Linked DNA regions of Mus musculus: all the other regions are linked to region 3. Evidence: chromatin contacts called from public HiCAR-type and promoter capture Hi-C data. All regions are on one chromosome and are shown on one strand. Each heading gives the region's core, a stretch centred on a gene start, on an enhancer-like site or on the middle of the called end of the contact. The rest is flanking DNA. Distances are from core to core; before and after follow the strand shown.

What was found. Promoter capture Hi-C pulls out the DNA fragments that hold promoters and counts their contacts. HiCAR-type assays count read pairs that join an accessible place to other places.
Region 1: a promoter capture Hi-C map of liver shows a contact between it and region 3, with 6 times the contacts expected there. The contact joins the promoter of Set here to the promoter of Swi5 in region 3. A contact is called at or near these places in 2 of 39 promoter capture datasets (liver and pre-B cells) and 1 of 115 datasets of contacts at active chromatin or transcription factors (embryonic forebrain).
Region 2: a contact with region 3 is called in a promoter capture Hi-C map of liver, with 5 times the contacts expected there. The contact joins the promoter of Spout1 here to the promoter of Swi5 in region 3. A contact is called at or near these places in 1 of 39 promoter capture datasets (liver), 1 of 484 Hi-C or Micro-C datasets (B cells) and 1 of 9 other capture datasets (adipose tissue).
Region 4: a promoter capture Hi-C map of liver shows a contact between it and region 3, with 5 times the contacts expected there. The contact joins the promoter of Gle1 here to the promoter of Swi5 in region 3. A contact is called at or near these places in 1 of 39 promoter capture datasets (liver), 1 of 484 Hi-C or Micro-C datasets (B cells) and 1 of 115 datasets of contacts at active chromatin or transcription factors (astrocytes).
Region 5: a HiCAR-type map of astrocytes shows a contact between it and region 3, with 6 times the contacts expected there. The contact joins the promoter of Wdr34 here to the promoter of Swi5 in region 3.
Region 6: a contact with region 3 is called in a promoter capture Hi-C map of liver, with 4 times the contacts expected there. The contact joins the promoter of Zer1 here to the promoter of Swi5 in region 3. A contact is called at or near these places in 4 of 39 promoter capture datasets (hippocampal neurons, liver and pre-B cells).
Region 7: a promoter capture Hi-C map of liver shows a contact between it and region 3, with 4 times the contacts expected there. The contact joins the promoter of Kyat1 here to the promoter of Swi5 in region 3. A contact is called at or near these places in 4 of 39 promoter capture datasets (cranial neural crest, liver and maxillary cranial neural crest).

The regions. Positions count from the first base shown.
Region 1 is chr2:30,065,110-30,068,437 of GRCm38.p6, reverse strand. Set (SET nuclear oncogene) reads right to left here and starts at 1,964. Exons shown (of 8, transcript NM_001204875.1): 1 at 1,545-1,964; 2 at 112-169. The coding sequence starts at 1,617.
Region 2 is chr2:30,177,032-30,179,946 of GRCm38.p6, reverse strand. It overlaps Spout1 (SPOUT domain containing methyltransferase 1), which reads left to right and starts at 1,488. Exons shown (of 12, transcript NM_172660.4): 1 at 1,488-1,557; 2 at 1,982-2,027; 3 at 2,226-2,354; 4 at 2,465-2,624. The coding sequence starts at 1,522.
Region 3 is chr2:32,286,105-32,289,336 of GRCm38.p6, reverse strand. It overlaps Swi5 (SWI5 recombination repair homolog (yeast)), which reads left to right and starts at 1,268. Exons shown (of 5, transcript NM_175190.5): 1 at 1,268-1,451; 2 at 1,692-1,740. It overlaps Golga2 (golgi autoantigen, golgin subfamily a, 2), which reads right to left and starts at 1,011. Exons shown (of 26, transcript NM_001080968.2): 1 at 941-1,011. The coding sequence starts at 988.
Region 4 is chr2:29,933,962-29,936,978 of GRCm38.p6, reverse strand. Gle1 (GLE1 RNA export mediator (yeast)) reads right to left here and starts at 1,570. Exons shown (of 16, transcript NM_028923.3): 1 at 1,381-1,570; 2 at 742-969. The coding sequence starts at 1,479.
Region 5 is chr2:30,047,616-30,050,666 of GRCm38.p6, reverse strand. It overlaps Wdr34 (WD repeat domain 34), which reads left to right and starts at 1,788. Exons shown (of 9, transcript NM_001008498.2): 1 at 1,788-1,983. The coding sequence starts at 1,798.
Region 6 is chr2:30,123,015-30,125,917 of GRCm38.p6, reverse strand. Zer1 (zyg-11 related, cell cycle regulator) reads left to right here and starts at 1,307. Exons shown (of 16, transcript NM_001290503.1): 1 at 1,307-1,642.
Region 7 is chr2:30,204,276-30,207,134 of GRCm38.p6, reverse strand. Kyat1 (kynurenine aminotransferase 1) reads left to right here and starts at 1,288. Exons shown (of 13, transcript NM_001356474.1): 1 at 1,288-1,502. It overlaps Gm31201 (a long non-coding RNA gene), which reads right to left and starts at 1,286. Exons shown (of 2, transcript XR_374214.4): 1 at 1,144-1,286.

The DNA of each region.
Region 1 (3,328 bases), core at 715-3,214, 2.2 Mb after region 3:
GTTATAACCAGACTGAAACACGAGTGTGCTCACCAAAACCTTCCTGTAGTTACCTGATGCCAAATCAGTTCCACAAGAGAACTTTCCATAACATGAATTAATATATTTTACCTGTCTATTTCATTTTGTACTTCATCAATATGTTCAATTGCTTCTTGCTGTTCTTTTTCTGCAAAACAAGAAAGGGGACATAAGACTCAACACTAATTACAAGCTCCTCTTCCTGATCCCAGGATGGGAACTGCAACAGTGAAGCTCACCACAAAGCATGCTCCCCACGTGTTCGAGCACGCAGTTGAGAATTACTTTCTCATTACCCTACCATTCACAAATTAAGGCATCTACTCCGCTACTCGGAAAAATGCTTCACTCCTGGATTACTTTTCAAAGAGTTTCGTTCGTTACAAAGGTGCAATCATTGGCCTTCATTATTAAAGGTGAATGAGAGGCTTCACCTCATTCAAGAATTTTTCATGTTTATTACTAATATTATACAATTGTAAGAGAAAGGGTGCCAGTGCCAGCTGCCACTTAGTGTGGAAACTAGTCCATGGCCATAAAACAAATTAGGATACTATCAACTGTTATAACTGCTTTAAAAAAATTTAAAGTGCTCTCAATTTGTTATGATTATCAATATACACCGACAAAGACCAGTTAGTCACCAAACTTCCCGGAGTCGTCTTCTCAGACTTAGAATGTAAACCTGACCTTACTCCTTCAACCCATTCTTGATGAGATTGGTCATCATATACGGCCGTGCAGTATTTCAGGACACTTCGTGGGAAAACCCTACTCAAAAACTTGGAGCCATAAAAAGGAGAGGGGGTGTGCTCCTATTTCGTGCCCTTTTGTCCGAGGGTTGTGAAGGCTTTTACAAAGCCAAGTGGGCGTGAAGGGGCCCGATCGCGCGTCTCATTTCCGGTAACCAGCCCGGGCTCTGCAGCTGTCCTGGGCTCGAAACGACCCTCCAGGCGAGGGCTAGGCGTCCTAAAGGCCCCTGAAGCCCCTGCATCATACGGCCTCGGGGCCAGATTCCTCGCACCCCCGGCGCGCCCGAGTGTGGCTGCCCCACGTGGGGTGCGCAACCCGCGCAGCCTGGAGCATCCTCCCGCCGGCTCCGCGCCCCTACCCCGCCCCAAACCCCGGTTCCCGGTTCCGCGGTAGCGCCGGCTCAGGGCGGGAAGCAGGGCGGCACTAGAGGCCCGGCCGCAAGGCTGCGTCCGGCCGCACCATGTGGCGGCGGTGGCGGCTGATGGGAGCGAGGCATCATGGCGGAGCACAATAAAGAGAGGCTTCTCGGGAGGGAGGGAGGGGGAGGAGAGCGCGGGCGGGGGGAAGGGGGGGTCTCCGCCCGCCGCGCAGGCCGCAGCGCCCCCGCCTCGGCCGCACCGCTCACCGCCACGGCGCCACCCCGGCCCCCCGGTCCCGGGCCGCACACAAAAAAGGCGCCGGCTCTCCGGCCCCCGCGCGCCCCCCGCAGCCCCGCGGTCCGGGCCGAAAGATGGCGGCGCGGCCGGGCCCCCGCCGCGCCCGGTCCTCACCTGAGGTCTCGTCGGCCCCGTCGTGATTGGAGTTGAGCTCCTTTTTACTGGCTTTGGCCGTCGGCGCAGACATGGTGCCCTCCGCGATCGGGGCGGGGAGCGGGGAGGGGGAGCGAAGGGACGGCCAAGGGGGCGGCCAGCGGCTTCCCCTCACGCCACACGCGCGGCGCCCGCTCGCTCCGGCCGCCTCCTCCCGGCGCTCACTTGCCTGCCCTCCCCCTGGCTGCCTGGCACTGCCCGCGGGGCCTGACGCGGAGGCAGGCCCGGGCGCGTTGTGGCGAGCCCCCGGCCGGGGCTCTCGCTGAAGGCGGGGAGGCGGCGGCGGCTCGGCTGGGCTCCTCGACTCGCGCCCCGCGCTCCGGCTCGCTTCTGGATTGCCCTGAGCCGCCTCCTCCTCCTCCTCCACCTCCTCCACCACCACCTCCTCCTCTTCCCGGCGAGGGGCAGGCCGCAGAGCGCAGGCGCGCCGGGCCTGCGCAAGTCCCGCCCCCGGCCGGAGAGGCTCGCGCCGTACAGCGATTGGCCGCGGCCGCGGGGCAGGGGGCGGGGCCGTGGCGGGTGGCGGCGGCGGCGGTGGGGACACTGGGGCCTGGACGAGAGGCGGGAGGAAGCGGCTCAGCGACGCATGGTCCTGCCCCCGCGCGGTGCTCCCCTCCCCCGCTCTCCCCTTCTCCAGCCGACCCGGGACATTTGCGCGCCGCGCGGTGACTTGAGAGGCGGGGCCTCCGTTCCCCAATACTCCATCACGTGGTGGCTCAGTGGCTTCCCTTAGCGGGGCGGCTGGGGGCTCTGGAGAGGGGGCGCGCGCAGCCCCTCAAAAGTACAGGCCTTAGGAGTACCCTGGCTACAATCAGGCGCCTGAGTTCTGCACCCGGGCACCTTCATTTTTTTCTAGATGGAGAAGCTGGGGACTCAAACTCTAGGCTGCTGTGCAGAGCCACACGCAAGCAGTTCCTCTATCCAGTTTACACGCGGGACCGGGTTTATGCATGGGCCAATTCAAGCCTCTGCCCTCGGTTCTGAATTTTTAAAAATCTGTTACATATTCACACTCAAAAGAACCACAGGAAAGTTCTCTGACTGTAGGAAGGACCTTTCTGCCACAGGTCCTTCTGCTCAACTTCGTACAGGTGTCCTGATCTCAGTGGTGAGGGAAGCACATTTTTGGTGATGACAAATGGGGAAATGTTTAAAAGTCAAAGGCTAAAACAGTAAAACAAACAAACAAACAAACAAAAACAGCTTTAGATTATTAAAAAGTCCTTAAGCACTATGTCGGAGGGATTTAATGGTTAAACACTGTTTTTCAGGACTTGAAAAGATAGTTCTCTGTCTACCTGGATCCCAACACGTGGTCCTGGAAATCCAGAAAGCTCTCTACCTGGTTCCTCTACCACTAGAGCTTGAACTATCCATACTCTCAGTATTCCCGTTTTATTATCAGCTCTTATACATAAAGCAATGTGGCTTTAAGTCAAGTCATTCATGGTGGGTAGACAATAAATGTAAAATACATCATATATATATATATATATATATATATATATATATATATATATATATATATATATATATACAGTCCATGGTGAGAGAATACAAATGTGCTCCTCCAAGTTTCCATCTCAACTCCAGGAAATTCAGCTAGGCCTTCCTGGTGGTGCACCTTATGCTCAAGTCGGTGAATTAATTGCACTCATCTGTTGCAATTGGTAAGCTTAAATCTGGCGACAACCTCTAAGGACCTCTAACCCACACAGCTCCCAAGCCTAGAGACCTCCAACACA
Region 2 (2,915 bases), core at 239-2,738, 2.1 Mb after region 3:
TTGAGGGCATCCTGGTTTACATAGTAAGTTCCAGGACAGCCAGGGCTATATATTAAGGCCTGTTTCAAAAACAACAACAAAAAGTTAATATAAAACTATCAGGCAGAAAAGTTTTTTGGGGAGGAACCTGTTGGTGTTCTGGGTTATACAGGAGAGCAAAGAAAAGGAGACACTGCAGGACCTGTTAGGCTTCTCAGCAGCAGGGGCTCATCCTCTCAGGCATTGAACTTCACATATTTACCATTTTGCAGACCCTCCTTACTGTTACACAAAAGGTACTTGTAGCAAGTCAATTTCTGTATACCAAAACCTGCTACCTTATCTAGGCTTCTCTGAAGGAACCCTACCTAAGCAATACTCAGGCATAACCTACATTCCCAGGCATACCTAAGCAAGTCCCAGGAGACATCCTGGTTTGTCAGGTATGTCTCAGGACTAAGTTATGCAAAGGCTCTGAGAATCCTTGGAAGAGCAACCCCATAAAACCTCAGACAACAATCAATAACTTTACAAAAGGCTTCTTCAAACCCTAGGTACAATCCCTCTGGAATTCATGCCAGATACAATGGCTGCTATTATAGCAGCAGCTAAAAGTCTTCTGCAGGGACTTCTTTCAGTCCTATCTTCTCATTCTTTACTTAAAATGATTTTAAAGTAGACACAGAATGTTGATCAGTGATTTGCATGCTGGAGACCTTGGATTTGATCCAGGGCTGCCAAAAATCAATCAATCAATCAATCACAGCACTCAGGTGGTTGATGGAAGATTGAGTTTGAGGTCAGTCCAAGCTACATAGTAAGACCCTGTATCAATTTCTTTTTTAAAAAATTTAAAGTACTACATGCAAACAAATGAATTAAACTGATAAAGAATAAAGTCTGGGGCTGGCAAGATGGCTCAGCGGGTAAGAGCACCAATTGCTCTTCCAAAGGTCCTGAGTTCAAATCCCAGCAACCACATGGTGGCTCACAACCATCCGTAATGAGATCTGATGCCCTCTTCTGGCACGTCTGAAGACAGCTACAGTGTACTTATGTATAATAATAAATAAATCTTTTTAAAAAACCAAAAGAATAAAGTCTGGACGAGGCTGGGAATATAGCTCACTGGTGGAGCACTAAATTTAGCACGCGTCGGGCCTTAGCTGGAGTCCCAGGAAACTGAATGGATAAATAAAAAGAAAGTGCAAATGAACTGGATAAAGGTAGTCTTTTGTAATTTCCAATAGGGTGCCCTTACATAAAACATGGAAGCTAAATATCACCAGGGTACCTAACAATGGAAAGGGCGGCACATGAGCCTTACTGGGTTCGGACAGCGTAGTGCTGCGAACTCGTTGCCCTGGAGACAGGGTACCAACGCAGCAGCCTCCGCACTCGCACGTGGCGTTTCTGAGCTCCGCCTCAGCCTGGCACCCAGGACACGCCCCACTCTCCGCTGGGCCTCTGATTGGGCAGCTCCGCGGAGGTGTGGCCGGAAGAGGCGAGGCTAACTGGCAGGCGCGCGGTGGGCCTGGAAACATGGCGGAGCGCCCGAGGAAGCGTCCGTGTGGTCCGGTATGTGCGGACCGATGGGTTCCGGGCTAGGCCTGGAATCTGCAGCGTGTCACAGTGGTGTCGGCCCGGGTCTTCTGCTCTCTCCTCTCCCCTCGCCCCTCTCCCGTAGCCTGAGCTTGCAGAGTTAGCTGGTCCGATCTACATTCATTCGCGGGGCGACGGTGTCTTGAGTCCTCTCCTGGCTTATTTTCTGATTCCTAGGGCGACTTTATGGCCATACCTGTCTTCCCCTTGTCTCGGTTTCTTCTTTTGCCCAATGGGGATTCATTCCTCAGCTTCCCGGATCTGATCCCAGGCTTTGTGCACGGCGAGTCCCTGTGTACTTCTACCCTGGTTTGAGAGAGTCAGATGGCGGGAGGCCCGATGGGATGCGCCCCTCCTATGTGTGACCGGTCAGCCTCTCAATCTTCCTCCTTACTTGCAGGGTGAACATGGCCAAAGGGTTGAATGGCGAAAATGGAAACAGCAGAGTAAGTAAAAAGCTGAGGCCGGGTTGGGCAAGCGCACTGAGCCCTCCCTTTCCACAAACCAGCTAATGGCCCGACGAGCCCTCTTTGGGTCTCAGTGTATCCAAGTGAGTGGTGGCAGCCTCTCCAGAGCCTAGGCTAGCCCAGCGAGAAGGAACTCTCCTCCCCATGTCAAGTCCTTTCCCTCCAATAATTCTCCAGAAAAAGAGGAGAAAAAGAAGTGGAAGGACCTCAAGATAATGAAGAAACTGGAGCGGCAGCGTGCCCAAGAGGAAGAGGCTAAACGCCAGGAAGAGGAGGAAGAGGCGGCGGCCCAGAGGAGCAACCAAGGTAAGCAGCTGGGTCGTGAGGTAAGTTGAATCTCTGAGCCATGGGGACATGCAAGGGAGGGAAGGTCCACAGCCTGTCAGGCTGACAGGAACATCCCCTGTCCCTGCTAGGACGGCCTTACACTCTGAGTGTGGCCCTGCCAGGCTCCATCCTGGACAATGCCCAGTCACCTGAGCTCCGCACCTACCTGGCTGGCCAGATCGCCAGAGCCTGCACCATCTTCTGTGTGGATGAGATTGTGGTGTTCGATGAGGAGGGCCAAGATACCAAGTGAGAGTCTCTGGGGAGTGGGGAGGACCAGCAGGGGTGGCCATGGCTTTGTCCTGCTCCTTGTCACCTGCCTGGCTGCCTGGAAGGAGCTCTCAAAGGCAGCTGCAGACTCACTTTTTCTCACCCTTGGTGCTAGAGAGTGGACTCAGGGTTTTGCCCATGGTCTGTGCTGAGGCTCAGCACTTGGATGGTTTGGGTTGTGTTTAGCATTTCTTTATGGTGCTTGTGTACAAACACCAGTGTGGTTCTGGAGACCAGAAGGCCACTTGAGCTGAGCAGTGGTGGCACACG
Region 3 (3,232 bases), core at 19-2,518:
ACCTGCTTCCTAAGTTTACAACATGACAGAAGGGCAGAAACCGTGAAGCCACGGCTTTAGTGAACATGGGAACAGAAAGGGCACAGCCCTTGTCATCGCAGAGAGAAGTCTCTACAAATCTATGAAAATGCCAAACCAGACTTTTATGGTTTTTTTCTCTCAAAAGAAGCATGGGAAAGTGATGTTTCCCGTGAGATGCCTCACCCGCATCCCGTGCTTCTCACCACCCCAGTTGGAAAAGACATTCTGGCTGAATTTTAAGTTAAGTTCAGTTCCCCAAGACACTGATCAACACTATAACATGCGTTTTGCTCCAGAGAGATTACAGTCTCTCTAGAGAGCAGACAACCAAATCCAAACCAAACCAATCCATGTCAGCAAGGGGTGCTGACAGTGTTGTGCTCACACTAATGCTAAGTTAAGGGAATGCGGGCGCCTACAGCGTCTCCGCACTAGATTCCACACTTGGGCTCCCTTCCAGGTGGAAATGGGTTCTCCACCAGAGAAACGGGAAAAGGGGCAACAACATTAGGTGAGCAGGTGGAGCAATCCAAACCAGACTCGGAGTAGTAATGACAGTTTCGAGGGGGGACTGTGACGTAACTACATTCCACTCCATACTACCAACGCCCGAGTCGCCTACAGGGCCAGGACCGAGGACCTTGGAGACAGGTGCCCTGGGAGGTCTGGATTGGAGCGTCCGGAGCCGGGGGCTAAGAGACCCTGTGTCACTGACCAAAGTCACCTAGGGGCGACTGAGAGGGCGGGGGCTGGGTTGCTGAGGGGGCGGGGCTGGCTGAGAAGACTTCACTGGGGGAGCCCAGGGCGCTGAGGGGTTCTTCTACCCGTGTGTCTCGGGAAAGACTCGGACTCTGGTCATGGGTCCTGCCGTTGGAGGAGCTCGGGTGGGGTCAAGGGGCCGCGACCCGGAGCGCTTTACCTTTTTCTTGGCCGCAGCCAATTTGCTCTGCCTGGTTTCTTCCGACATCCCGGGGCGGGGAGGGGGGAAGCGGGGGGGCCACATCACCACGATCCCGGCAGCCACCGCGAAACTGCTTCCGGAAGCTACGGCTTCTCTACAAGGGCCAGAGAAGGCGGGTGCAGAGCGCCCCTTGGACGCTCGGAAACCCAGCGTGACCTACCTTCTCCAAGCCCATTGGCTGATGAGAACGATGAACGACAGGGAGGCGTGGCCACGCGGTCGCGAGGCCTGAGCGACGGGTGGAGTTAACGACGAGAGCTGCGCGCGCAGCCATGACCCCTCACAGCGGCCTATGGGAAGCAGGGGCGGAACCGCTTTAACTTGGTGCGTGCGCAGCCTGACGTGGGGCGGTTGGTGGTCTCCGTCGTCGGTTTCTAGTTCCCTGAAGCAGCCGTTTAACCCCAACCCTGGACCCTTCCGAGTTTAAGCCCACCCCACTCCGGGTGCCCCGGACCTTAGGGTTCAGGAGGTGGGTGAGGAGCGCGCCGCGCTTCGTTTTCCAGCCCTTGCCCGACCCCTCACGCCTCCTCACCAGGCCTCTCCGTAACCCGTTCTCCACACTTTCCCCTTCCCACGATGCGCACCCCGACCCCAAAGACCCCCACCCCATCCCAGTAGCTGGGTCCCGACCCAACCTCTTGCAGCTGCGGCTCCCGCGCCCCCTCGGTAACCCCATCCTCATCAGCCTTTTTCTCGGGTTCCTCCCCAGGGGTGAGTCAGAATTCAGCCGACTTTACCATGGCGGCTACCGATCACCGGTGAGTATATCAGCCCCACCCCTCTGCATCCCAGCACCCGCCGGTCGCCTCCAAGCTTAGCCCTTTCCTAATTCCACTCCTTCTCTTTCCTTTCTCAGACATGGGTTCCTCCCCTCCCAGTCCTACCTGCCCGATGCCTACGCTTCTCCAACCGCTCTTGCTCGTTGCTTTGTCCCCTCACCCAGCCTGCCACCAGTCCCTGCATGGTTCCCCAGTCAAGAAATATGTGCATCTTTATGCTGACCACTCCCAATGCCACCCCCAAAACTCAAAGTTATTCATTTCTCATCCTCAAAAGATGAATTTTTAAAGTACTCTTTTAGATGATTCGCTTCTTTTTAGTAATTTCTTTTTTTTTTATACCCCTTCCCTTTGAGACAGTTGTCAATACCAAAGATTAGAGGAGAAAGACCCAAATCATAGTGGCCAACTCAAAGCAAACAGTTGGTTAAAGCAAACATTTTAATTCGTGTAAACGGGTCCCTAAGGCGGAGCTCGAAAAGTCAGCCTCGGATTGAGGACGACAAGGCTTTTTAGAGTTCAGGGGTAGGGGGTTTCTAAATGGGGACTTGGTGGGGTTACAGAGGCAGAACATAAGCATACCCGTTAGTCCAAATGACCTCCTCAAAGACATGATTGCAAGATGGGCAGAACAAGGTCTTCCTTTTGAAACAAAGGTGGGGTTGCAAGATGGTTATAAACAACTTTTTGGAACAAAGACAAGACTGCCATCCCTGTAACAGGCCATGCAGAACCATTTGAAGTTAAGGTTTTAGGTGGGGCATAGCCCAATTCCTTGAGAAGCAGGTTTAATCATAAAGAGGATTGAGTGTATTTTGTACTTAATAAGATGGCTTTTAAGCCTCAGATGGAGGCAGGCTGGTCCCAGACTCAGGCTGTATTCAAGGATGCCCTTTTGTGGTCCCACACTAGTTTAATACTCTTCATCCTCCTGCCTTAGCAACTCAAAATGCTAGAGAGCCAGGATAAATTATGGGGACTCGGAGAAAAAAGAGCACAGTAAGCAAAGCAATGCCGGTGCAGGCGTTTATCCCAGCACTCGGGAGGCAGACGGGCATCTCTTCCAGCCTGCAGTACCACCTTGATTTTAGAATCAGGGATCCCAGCACAATATTTGCTGCAGAGGATGCCAACATAAAAAACAGTAAGTATTCTTTTTAAAATTACTATTACTTGGTTTTATTGAGTCAGGGCTGTCCTTGAACTTAGAGTTGTGCTTGCCTCAGCCTCCCAGTACTGAGAATAAAGGCCTTGGCTTTTTTTTTTTTTAATAATTGATTTTAATTTTTTAAAAATTATTTATTTTATGTATATGAGTACACTGTAGCTGACTTCAGACACACCAGAAGAGGGCATCGGATCTCATTACAGATGCTTGTGAGCTACCATTGCTGGGAACTGAACTCAAGACCTCTTTTTTTTTGTTTTGTTTTGTTTTTTGAGACAGGGTTTCTCTGTATAGCCCTGGCTG
Region 4 (3,017 bases), core at 321-2,820, 2.4 Mb after region 3:
GTTGCTCTGTAGACCAGGATGGTCTTGAATTCACAGGACCCCACCTGCCTCTGCCTTCCAAGTGCTGCACTTAAAGGTGTGCACCACCACACCTGGTGTTACACTGCTTCTCTTTAATAAACTGGTGTTTCTTCTGTGCTGGGGAGATAGATTAATGGGTAAAGTACAAGCAGGGAAGGCCTAAGGTTTGACTCTAATGATCCTTATAAAAATGGCATGGTGGCATGCACTTAAGAGTTCCAGCACTAGGGCTGGTGAGATGGCTCAGTGGGTAAGAGCACCCGACTGCTCTTCCGAAGGTCAGGAGTTCAAATCCCAGCAACCACATGGTGGCTCACAACCATCCATAATGAGATCTGACTCCCTCTTCTGGAGTGTCTGAGGACAGCTACAGTGTACTTACATATAATAAATAAATAAATCTTAAAAAAAAAAAAAAAAAGAGTTCCAGCACTAGAGAAGAAGAGACAGGATGATTTCTGGGACTACTGGCCAGTTAATCCTAATTGATGAGCTCCAGGCCAATGAGGGACACTTGCCTCACAACCCAAGATGAGGCCTCTGAGACTCAAGACCTAAAGTTGATTTCTGGCCTCCACACACATGCGCATACACGCATACCAACAGTGGATGATACGATGATATGGGAAACAAATCGTCTCCCCCAAGTCACTGTCATGTGACTAAACATTTCAACCTTGCAGCCAACAAGTCTTTTGTCTTAAGCAAATTAAGCCTTACCTGGGTTCCATTTGGTGATGAGGGTGACGGGGATTGTGGGCTACTTCTGACAGGAGATTTTAGTAGTGAGGATTGGTACAAGCCAGATGCAGATCCAGAGGATGGTGAATTATCAGAAGAAGGAGCACTCTCTTGCGTGTGGCCTGAGGTGTTGGGTAGGATGTGATCTACCACCCATCCAGAGTAAGAAGACAGTTTGGGAAGAGACATGCATTCTTCCAAAACATCCTAAAGAGAAGAAGGTTAAGCCTATTTATTTGTTTTTGTTCTTCTTGTTGTTGTTTTCTCTTTTTGGTTTTTCGAGGCAGGGTTTCTCTGGGCATCCCTGGCTGTCCTGGAACTCACTCTGTAGACCAGGCTGGTCTCGAACTCAGAAATCTGCCTGCCTCTGCCTCCCAAGTGCTGGGATTAAAGGCGTGCGCCACTATGCCCGGCACGGTTAACCCTATTTGTATGTCCATTGGTAAGTATAAGACATTATTACATGTGATGCTTAACAGCTGAAGGCCCAAGCAAATAAGTTAATACAGAAGATAAAAAAAAAAAGGATCGCAGCCCGTCCCGTCCCGTTCCCACTCCCGGTCCTCCACCGCGGTCACTAGGGAGCCTGCTAAACGCGGGCCGCGGGCCGCCGCTCACCTCGTAGCGCAGCAGCCACTCGCGGTCGTAGCGCAGGCGGCCTTTGCTGGTGTTGCGGAGCGCCCTCAGAGTTTCCCAGCAGCGACCATCGGACGGCATGGCATGTCACCAGCTGACACGACTGACAACAAACCCTCGAATCCGCCGCCGAGGTGGCGCCGCCTTCCGCTTCCGGGGTGTCCGCCCCACATCCGGCGCAGCCTCTCCGTAACGGTCGCAGAACCTGTCCGTCAGCAGCGCCCCGCCCACTAGTGAGCGCCGCCCCCTGGCCAGAGCAAGAATGCGGGATTGAGGCTAAACTAGCGAGCCTACGTGGATCTGAATCTCAATGTAATTTCTCGCAGTCACAATTGCCAGGGTGATGCTCTGCGGTTTTTGACCCATCTACTGCTCATGAGTCCGTGACAGCGGTTTGAGGTGGATAAGAACCTCAAGAGAACAAGCAGTATTTTTTCTGTTCGGGCGTTAACAGTCCTTACTGTCCTTGTGGTGGAGCCTGGTTCATTTTCCAACACCCCATGATAGCTCACAACAGAAACTCCAACTCAGACGGTTCCATTGCCCTCTTTGTGGACTTTTACTCTACGCACGCACATCATACATACATACATACATACATACATACATACATACATACATACTTTTTTTACTAAAAAAAAAATCTTTGGACTTCTAATAAAATATTTTACAAACGTTAATACAAGAGTCCCCCAAGAATGATCTGGGTGAAGCGTTACATAACTTAAATCCCAGCACTCAGGAGGCAGAGGCAAGCAGATCTCTTGAGTTCCAGGCCAGCCTGGTCTACAGAGTAAGTTCCAGGACAGCCAGGAAAAGGCCTAGCTAGGAAAAAAACTTCCCAGGAATGGACCCCAATCCAAACAGTTCTACAGCTCAACACTGTGGTGCACAGCTTACACTAGTTCAGAAAATAGAATCGAAATTACATACCCACACATGCATGTGGTGGTCTACATTTGACAACTTTTTTTTTTTTTTATTGAGAAATTGTGTAGGAGCCAAGGCATGGTGGTGCATGCCTTCAGTCTTGGCACATGAGAGGCAGAGGCAGGGGATCTGAGTTGAAGACAAGGCTGGTCTACATGAGTTCTGAGCCACCCAGAGCTATATGGTAGGACCCTGGCTCTCAGGAAAAGGTATATTTATTTTCAACATGTATGAAAATGTGCATGTGATTACCGTAGGTGCCTTCTAAGACCAGAGGAATCGAATGTCAAAGGAGCTGGACTGTTGCTGGTGGATGTGACCACAAATGTGGTCAGCACCTTAGCTGCATTTCTCCAGCCCACCTTGATAAAGTCAAGGTTCTTTCCTCTGTGTCCTGGATGGATGCTTCCCCTCGCACAACCAGTAGTTAACCAGTGAACTCTCTCCAGCGCCAATCTCTGGAATTTTGGACTTGGGTGAGAGTGGCTGAGATGCTATAGTTACCTGAATGAGAATGGCCGCCATAGGCTCATGATTTGACTATCTGGTCTCCAGGTGTTGAAACTGCTTGGGAAAAATTGTGTCTTTACTAGTGGAGGTGTTCGTTAGTGTAGGCTTGGGGGTTTCAAAGGACTTGTGATTCCTGGTGCTCCTCCGATGCCTCCCAGTGTGGATCCAGATGTGAACTC
Region 5 (3,051 bases), core at 539-3,038, 2.2 Mb after region 3:
TGCCTCTGCCTCCCAAGTGCTGGAATTAAAGGCATGTGCCACCACCGCCCGACAAGCTGTTTTTCATATTTGATGCCTTGAACTCTCTCCTTTCCCTTGACCAGGTGAAGAAAGCCTCTTCTAAGCCTCTTTGTCCAGTTCAGCTGGACGTAGTTGGTTCCAAGTCTGTTTTAAGACATTACTCTAGGACTTTCACAGCTTTGGGCTTTTTAAGTGTGATTAAAAAAATTATATCTTATTATTTTTATGTTTATGGATGTTTTGCCTGCATGTGTGACTGCACGTCAAGTGCATGTCTAGGGCTTTCAGAGGCCGGAAAGAGTGTCAAATCTCCCTGGAACTGGACTTGCAGACAGTTATTAGCTGCCACGAGGGTCCTGGGAAGTGAACCTGAGTGTCTTGGAAAAGCAAGCAGCCAGTGTTCTTAATCTTTGAGCTCTGAGTATGATTTTTGGAATCCTTGGTGATGTTTGCAAAGCAGTCCTTGTTAGGAAGACTTTTCTATGGCTTTTTATTATCCCTCCCAGTGCTGCTAATCTAATCGGCCTTCCTGGCCTTGGCTGCTCTGCTGAGGGGCATCCTGTCCCTGGGTGGTGCACTGAGAACAGGACCACGGCAGGCTTCCTAGTCTCAGAAAAGAGGAAATAGACCCAGAGGCCTAAACTAGCAGATGGTTGTCTAGAGGCTCCAGGCTTGGTTTGGGGGATCAGGCAAGCCACCTGTAAGATCTTACTGGGTGACTTTGGACGATTCCATATCTGACTGTAAGAGGCACAGGAGTAATAACAATTGAGCTATAGGGGTAGTTCATTGGTAGAACATAGGAGCTGGCATGCAGAAAGCCCGGGGTTCAACCCCAGCACTTCAAAAAGCAAACCAGCTAACTAACAAGCAAGCACACGGAAGGCTAAGGATTTAATAAGATAAACACTCATTTCTAAGCCTCTGCCGGCAGTGGTGGCGCACGCGTTTAATTAATCCCAGCACTCGGGAGGCAGAGGCAGGCGGATTTCTGAGTTCAAGGCCAGCCTGATCTACAAAGTGAGTTCCAGGACAGCCAGGGCTATACCGACAAACCCTGTCTCGAAAAACAAAAGAAACAAACAAAAAAACCCAAACAAACATAAGCCTTTGGGTGCTTGGCTTGACACACTATAGGCACGCACTAACTTGTAGTTAACATTTCGTGTGTGTTGAGGACTGAACCTGGGGCCATCTATCATTGAGATCAACTTCTCCTGTGGTTAGTCTCGAATTTTAATTTAACAAGCATTTTATTTTATTGTTTATGTAAATTTATTATTAGGCCTCCCATCCATTCAATCCCACGTTCGATCTGTGTATGATCTATTTCATTCCATTCATTGGAAATGATGCCAACTCAAATGGCGCAAAGTACAGTTCTGGAGTAGTCGGCTGCTTCCAGCCCGGCCGGTTCTCCGGACCAGCATGGCCCACTAGGCCTGCGGCGGTCCTGCCTCTGCGCCCGGCCGCTCAGCGCCATCTTTGAACCTGGAGCCCACGCCTCACTTCCGCTCTTTTCCTTATACCACGAAGAGCTGTTCCGGACCCCCAAATGGCCTCTGGGCATAGGGCAATCCCAAATCGCTGCGGTTTTGTTGTATTGGCTGATAAACATTTTCATTATTTTTCTTCTGGGCCTTAAAGACGATGCTGTAACCAGTTCAAAAACGGCGCCCACAGCTTCACTTCCTCTCGTCGGACTTCCGTTTGTGGGGGGCGAACCCGCTAAGGTCACGTTCCAGGGCGCAGGCGCGAGAGGGCGGGACCGTCGCCATGGCAATGTGCGCGTCGCCCAGGCCTTTTCGGCGCGTTGGAAGCGCTGGAGCTGCTGCCCTGGCTGCTGGCGGGGCTGGCGGCGCCGAACGGCGAGGGCGGCCTGCGCCTCTTCAGGATGAGACCCTGGGCGTGGCGTCCGTGCCCTCGCAGTGGAGGAGCGTCCAGGGGATCCGCGGGGAGACGGTGAGGGCGCGGGCCCGCTATGGCAGCGCGGGCGGGAAGGCCTGGCGCAGCGTTGTGTTTTCACGGCTTTTTTGTTTTTGTTTTTTCGAGACAGGGTTTCTCTGAGTATCCATCCCTAGCTGTCCTGGAACTCAGAGATCCGCCTGCCTCTGCCTCCCAAGTGCTGGGACGAAAGGCGTGCGCCACCACTGGTCCGCGTGTTTTCATGTTTTAATGAAAAAACTCACAGATGCTTTCGCGTTAGCCTTTTTTTCGGTCTCTGAGGAGAAAGAAACCAACCAACGAAAACAAACAACAACAAAAGCAAACCAGGACAACAGAACTCTTAGGGGTCCCATGCTGTCGTTAAATGACATGTAGTTAATTTACATGGTGGATCGTGCACGTGTCACAGCGCCTGTGGAGGTCAGAGGAGAACTTTACACAAGGTTGTTATTTCTTTGCACCACGAGGGGCCTGGGAATCCAACTCAGGGTGTCATGCTTGGCTAAGTGCCCTTACCAGCTGAGCCATTTTTGGAAGTTTTTTTTTTTTTTTTTTTTTTTGTGAATAGCAGTTTTTAGGCATTTCAACTTGACATTATTGGTGTTTGAAATGGTCAGATACCTTGAGGGCTAGCTTGAACGGTTTTCTATGTTCCTTTGTTGTTGTTCTTTTGTTTGTTTGTTTGCTTTTGTTTTTGTGAGACATGAGTTTCACTGTGTGCCCTGGATGTCTTGAAACTTGCTCTGGAAACTAGGCTGGCCTTGAACTCAGAGATTGCTGGAATTAAAGGCCTCTCTCACCACTGCCCTGCTATGGTTTTCTAGTGTAACCCAAAAACATACAAATAATGAGATAACGGAGGCCTGATGCTGACCAACTGGTGTGTTAGGGATTCATCAGCAGGGAACCTGGAGATAGCTGCTTTCCCGGTGGTTGCAAGGATTACAGTAAGCCATGTATGTAGACAATGTACTGTAATGCCACATCGGTGTGTCATGTTACCGACAGAGCAGGGCTGAGGAACTGTTGGAAAAATGGATGTTGAGTGGCATTTGAGAAGACCAGATCAAGCGTGAGCACTGG
Region 6 (2,903 bases), core at 58-2,557, 2.2 Mb after region 3:
CCTTTTCTTGTTTTGTTTTTTGTTTTAGAGACATGGTTATTTTGTGTAGTTTTGGCTGTCATGGAACTAGCTTAAACTAACGGAATCTGCCTATCTCTGCTTCCTGAGTGCTAAGATTAAGGTGTATGTATAGTATTTTGTGTGTGTGTGTGCGCGCGCTCAATGATAGAATTCCTGTCTGCCACAGGACCTGGGTTTGAGCCTCCACATCCCCTCCCTTCTTTCTCTCTAACCTCACTCCAGGGCATTCCTTAAGCAAAAAGTGTTGTTAGTTTACCAGATGTGGAGGGCAGTAAGAAAAATGTTTAAGCCTACTGCCTGATTGTTTGAGCTTAGAATGACAGAGATGCAAAGAGCCCACACTGATTTCAACTGTGAACGTTCTGGACAGGAGACCAGAAGGAAACAATTTACTGAGGGACTGGGTAAGGAGAGAAGGTAGATGAAAAGTCTGGATGCCCTGATTGTGAGACTGCAGAAGGAACGAAGGGATTTGTGTTCGGAGGCTATGGTAGAAATCAAGAGAAGAAATGGTGATGGGGCCAGTGAGATGGCCCAGCATGTAAGGGTGCTTGGTACAAGCATGGTGAGGACTGAATTTGATCCCTGAAACCAACGTGGCTGGTGTAGAGAACCCTCTCCAGCCAACAGTGCTCTGATCTCCTGCACATGTGCATATGCATGCACACATATAAATAAATGGGAAAAAAATCTTAAAATGAAAAGGAAGTATAGACCAGAGAGCTTGTTCGGTTCCTACGTTTGTGGGGCTTACAACTACCTGTAACTTCAGCTTCATGGGCTCCGGGGCTATTGTCCTCAGCAGGCAGCTGCCGTCACGTGCATAAGCACATATACACTTATGTACATAATTAAAATAATATTTTTGAAAGATAAAATGATGGACAGTAGGGCACTATTGGAGGAAGAGAGAAACAACTGTTAAGAGATCCTTGGTGACTAGAAGAAAACGCAGTGGCCAAGAACAGCCTCACTCCTGCTATCTGACAGCTCCTGGGTGAATGGCCCTTTTCGTGAAGGAAAGAAGGAGGAGCACATTTTGAGGGGCAATGTGGTGGCTGCTTAGAGACCGCCCAAAAGACGTCGGGTTGGGCACCGGGTGAGTCAGCACTAACTAGGTAAGATGGAGTCAATCCTGTCCTGAACCTGCTCCTGCGAGTTAGCCCCTCGCTAGAAGGAACCCTGGAAGCTAACGTGGAGACTGGGGCCTCAGCTTGGGCAGGAGCAGCCCAGAGAACCCGGAACCTTCAGCCGCCTCCGCCCACGTTCGCGGCGGGACAAGACGAGAGAACCCCTCCTCTGCTGCTAAGGGGCGGCCCGGAAGTGACGCTTTGTTGACAGCACACCCGCAGCCACAGGCTCTCCAAGCCTTCGGAACAGGATCGGGGGGAGGGGCTGGGCCCGGAGCCAAGCAGCCGGCGGCCCGAGGGCAAGGGAACGGCCTCCGTCCGGGGCTCCGGTCGCAGCATTCCCGCCCTGCCCCGCCCCGCCCCGCCGACCCGGACCCGGACCGGATCCGACCTCCTGCGGCGCTTTGGCCGCCGATTCCCCCGGGCCGCAGCCTCCGCTTGTAAGCCTGCGAAGCATCCTGTCTCCCCGTTGAGGGCCGCCCCCTCCTAGGGTACGTCCTAAATGCCGAGCCAAGAGACGTACCTGCATCCTTTTCTTCACCCTGTCTCAGGGTCTAAGCATTGTCGCTGCGACTCCTTGCAGAGGTCCACCACAGGCTAGTGGTGGGATGGCGCTCGTCGCCTGCCACCCAGGTCTGAGGATTTTGCCTTGAAAATTGAGCTCTCTCTAGAATGAGAACGACGCTCGCCCTTGCAAAATGGGGGCTCAACGTAGGGCTTAGGAGGCCAGCCTCTGCCCCTCCTACCTGTTGGATGAGTTTAGGTCTTCTCCCAACCCCCGAAGCCGTGCTACTTAAAAGCTTAGGGATGGCTTGGCTCCTGGATCAGCTCCCAAAATGCGATGCCAAGGTACAAGATAGTGCAACAGGGTCGGAAAAGAGCGGGTGGGCTTGCTGAAGATCAATGGCTCCCATAGGTGAGGTGAAACTAAAACTGACCGCTCTGGCTAGCTCTGGGTAGATTTAGCTGCTCTTTAACCAGTCAAAGCTTCCCCGGGTTTGCTTGTGCCTTGTGTGTATGACAGAGACGGGAGGGGGAGCAGAGGGTTGGGGGTAGTGGTGCCTAATGCCTGGGAAAAGCTAACTCAATGATGTTTCTGACAGAATGGTTCTCTACAGGCTTCAAGTTAGAGTGACCGGTGGAGATAGCATTGAAAGGGGGGTCACAGAAGCTATGCTTTGACCAAGAGGTTCTTGTTAGGTATGAAGGGTCGATGTGCTTTGCCTTATTCAGTAAATAAACGTACAACATGTTTGATAGTAATAGGTGTCACGAAGCAGAGACTGGGACCTCTGTATAGAATGGTCAGGGAAGGTCTCTAATGAGGTTTCTGTCTGAGCAGAGATGAGTGAGGTAGAAAGTCATTACAGCTTTCTGGGGGCTCAGCATTCAGCAGCAGGCGCAAAGATCCTGTGGTGGCAAGAGAACCCGCTTGGGTCTGAATGAAGGAGGCAGAGTGGGTGGCAAGGAAATCAAGTGAGAAGAAATAACCGCAGGGAACATATTAGGGACTGGCTTGTGATGCAGGGTTGATTTGTAATTTTTGAAATGTTGGAGAAGAATCAATTGTCTGAGGTGACAAATGACCAATGTACTTCAGCCCTGTGTTTTAAGTGCCCTCTTGCTGTCTGTACTGAACATCCATGGCAGAAATTAAAAGAGATTTCTGCGGGAAAGTCATGTCACATTACTGTTTCCTCGTAGTTAGAATGTGAGCAGGTGACCTTCTGCCTCGGTCTTTCCATCTGTAGA
Region 7 (2,859 bases), core at 39-2,538, 2.1 Mb after region 3:
CCCAGTCCAAGGCCAACCATAAAGACAGGGCAGGTGAAAGAGCCCAGGGATGGCAAAGAGGTTAGTATATGTATCCCACCTAGGTTCCTCTGCGGTCCCCCCACAAAACCTGCAATCATTTTTGCTTCCTCCCTTGAAGCTCCTTCAAGCAGCAAGTCAAAAACCCAGCCACCTGCCCGGATTCCTGATTCACAGGGCAATCCCAGAAGCCCCCACTCTCTACAAAGGCCACTGAAGTGTAACGAAACTGCTCTGTAGCAGGTGTCCTCAGCAGACGAAAACCACTGGGGAGGTGGTGGGTCACAAACGTCTCTTGGTCTCCTGCCTTGTCCTCTACAGACCCTGGGAGACAAGAAGGTCCAGAGTCAACACCCAAAACCCAAACAAGCTATGGAACTGGGAAAGCAGGGAGTCAAGCCACCCCAGTATCTCCTCACAACACTAGCCTCCAGTCCCTGCTTCCCCTGGACTGCCACAGGGGAACCTAACCTTCACCAACTGTGTGGCCAGGTCACTTCCACTGTCCCAAGCCTCGGAACATACTCTTATCCTCCTTATCCTCCGTCCCCAGCACAAGAAGCAGACCTCCTGCCCTTCCTCCTGCGCTGTCTGCTAGTCTGTGTGCTCCAGAGAGCAGAACAGTCAGCAGGGGTTGAAGGTTTTGCTGCCACCTTTCCAAGGCAGAAGGTCTTTGAAACTTTCAGGTCCTCCATTCTTTCCTTCTCAATTTAGCTTCCAATTTCATTGTCCCCTGGCTTCCCAAGCTGTGTTCCTTCAGCCTGGACGCGTCATTGCTGACCTCCAGCTCTTCCAACCTCACCTCCCTAGATCTGTCACTCCTGCCCAATGCATACATGCGACGGGCTAAACCAATAGGAGAATCGGTCTTTTCCAGCCTGAGATTCCAAAGACCAGGGAATAGTCCCGCAGATCAGAAAGAGGGAGGGGTTCAAGGAAAGAGTTCGGCACCAAGTACTAGGGGAGCCCGGGTGGAACCTCTGGGAAGGTGCACGTGCGCGGAGGGGCGTGGATCTGCAGGGACCGCGGCGGAAACTCGGGTGAGAGGTGCGAGCGGAGGTCGGGCCCGCGTCATTGGATTCAGGGAGGTGACAGCGCGTCCCTTTCCATACTCGACCCACTCACCAAGGCCCGCTGTTCTCGGCCGCCACGCAGGCAGCCCTAGTCCTGGGTCTGGCTACCCACAGCCAGTCGCGCCGTGGGTCTTTGGCTCCTTGTTTTGTTTGTACCGCTTCTTAGGTCTCCGCCCCGGAAGTGATGTCACCGAGCGCAAATGCTTGGGGATCCTAGGCTGTCGCCCAGTCTTTAAAGGGCACACAGAGCTTCGCACTGCTTCTGACAGTTCTCTTGAGCTAAGCTGCATCTGGGCGGAAGTAGCCCATCTAGGGCTCGGCCTCTTTAAAGGAACAGACTTCTGCAACCTTGGGAATACGTTTGGGGTCGCGGGTTATTGGACAGAGCAGCGCTATTGTTTGCTGAAGCAGGTCAGTTCCTGGTTGCCGTGCGGGGTTTCATCTAGATCGTGTGTTGAAGTTAGCTAAGGTTTGCGAGTGCTGTAGCTCTTTGATCCATGTGCTCCTGTTTGTATGTGATGTGTAGCTTCTCTGAAAGAAGGATCTATCCCCTGAGAAAAACTTGCACACGCGGTCTTGGCAGCTCTACACTCAGTCACAGAACCAGTTAGACTAGTTCTCTCTGCACCCACGTCCACTCTCCCAAGGTAGTCCTGGCCAAGAAGATGCAGACTGCGCTAACGGAGAATTGCCTGCAGAGCTAGCGCCAATAGTCTCTGTGGGTCCTTCTGGGTTCTGTCGGTTCCCGGGCTGCACGGCAATTGGATTCATGTACTAATGTGGGACAACTTCCAAGATAACTTAGGTTAAAATAATAATAATAATAATAATAATAATAATAATATTTTTTAAGTTAATGGGACAGAAAGAATAGCCTTCAGTCCTACTGAAGCCTGCTATGGTCAGATGTGCAAAACCCATGTTCTACCAGGCATATCACAGACATGCCACATGACCTGCAGGAAAAATGGGGCTGAAAGAGGCTGAAAGAGAGGGTGAACGAAAGAGAACAGGGCTGTCCCGCGTAGGTGGACTCCAAGGCTTACAGTCCTCCATAGACCTGGAGTATCATCTATGAACAAATGTGACCACAATGGTAGACACCAGGTGGCCCCGCTGGTGGGTTCACCGTTTTATACACACCAGTTCTGTTTACCAATGGGTGAGGCACAGAGTTTGGAAAAGGATTCCCACAGATGTTCACTCCCCTCCCACCCGCAGGAGGGTTTGAAGACACCAGGTCTCTCCCTCTGCTTCCTGGGAGCCTTAGCACTAATTTTTGGATCTCCTGTGTAGTCGACCTAGTAGGGAGCTCAGGGTCTCACAGCCAACAGGACACTGTTTCCACCCTATGTTTCTGTGAGAGCAACAGACAACCTGGCAGTCAGTTCCTGTGCTGAAAACTTTTTTTTTTAAGATTTATTTATTATTATATCTAAGTACACTGTAGCTGTCTTCAGAAGAAGGCATCAGATTGCATTACAGATGGTTGTGAGCCACCATATGGTTGCTGGGATTTGAATTCACGACCTTTGGAAGAGCAGTCAGTGCTCTTAACCGCTGAGCCATCTCTCCAGCCCTGAAAACTTTTTTTTTTAAGATTTATTTTATTTATTTTATGTAGCTGTACAGATGGTTGTGAATCTTCTTGTGGTTGTTGGAATTGAATTTAGGACCTCTGCTCGCTCCAGCCCAAAGATTTATTTATTATTATAAAAAGTACACTGTAGCTGTCTTCAGATGCATCAGAAGGGGGCATCAGATCTCA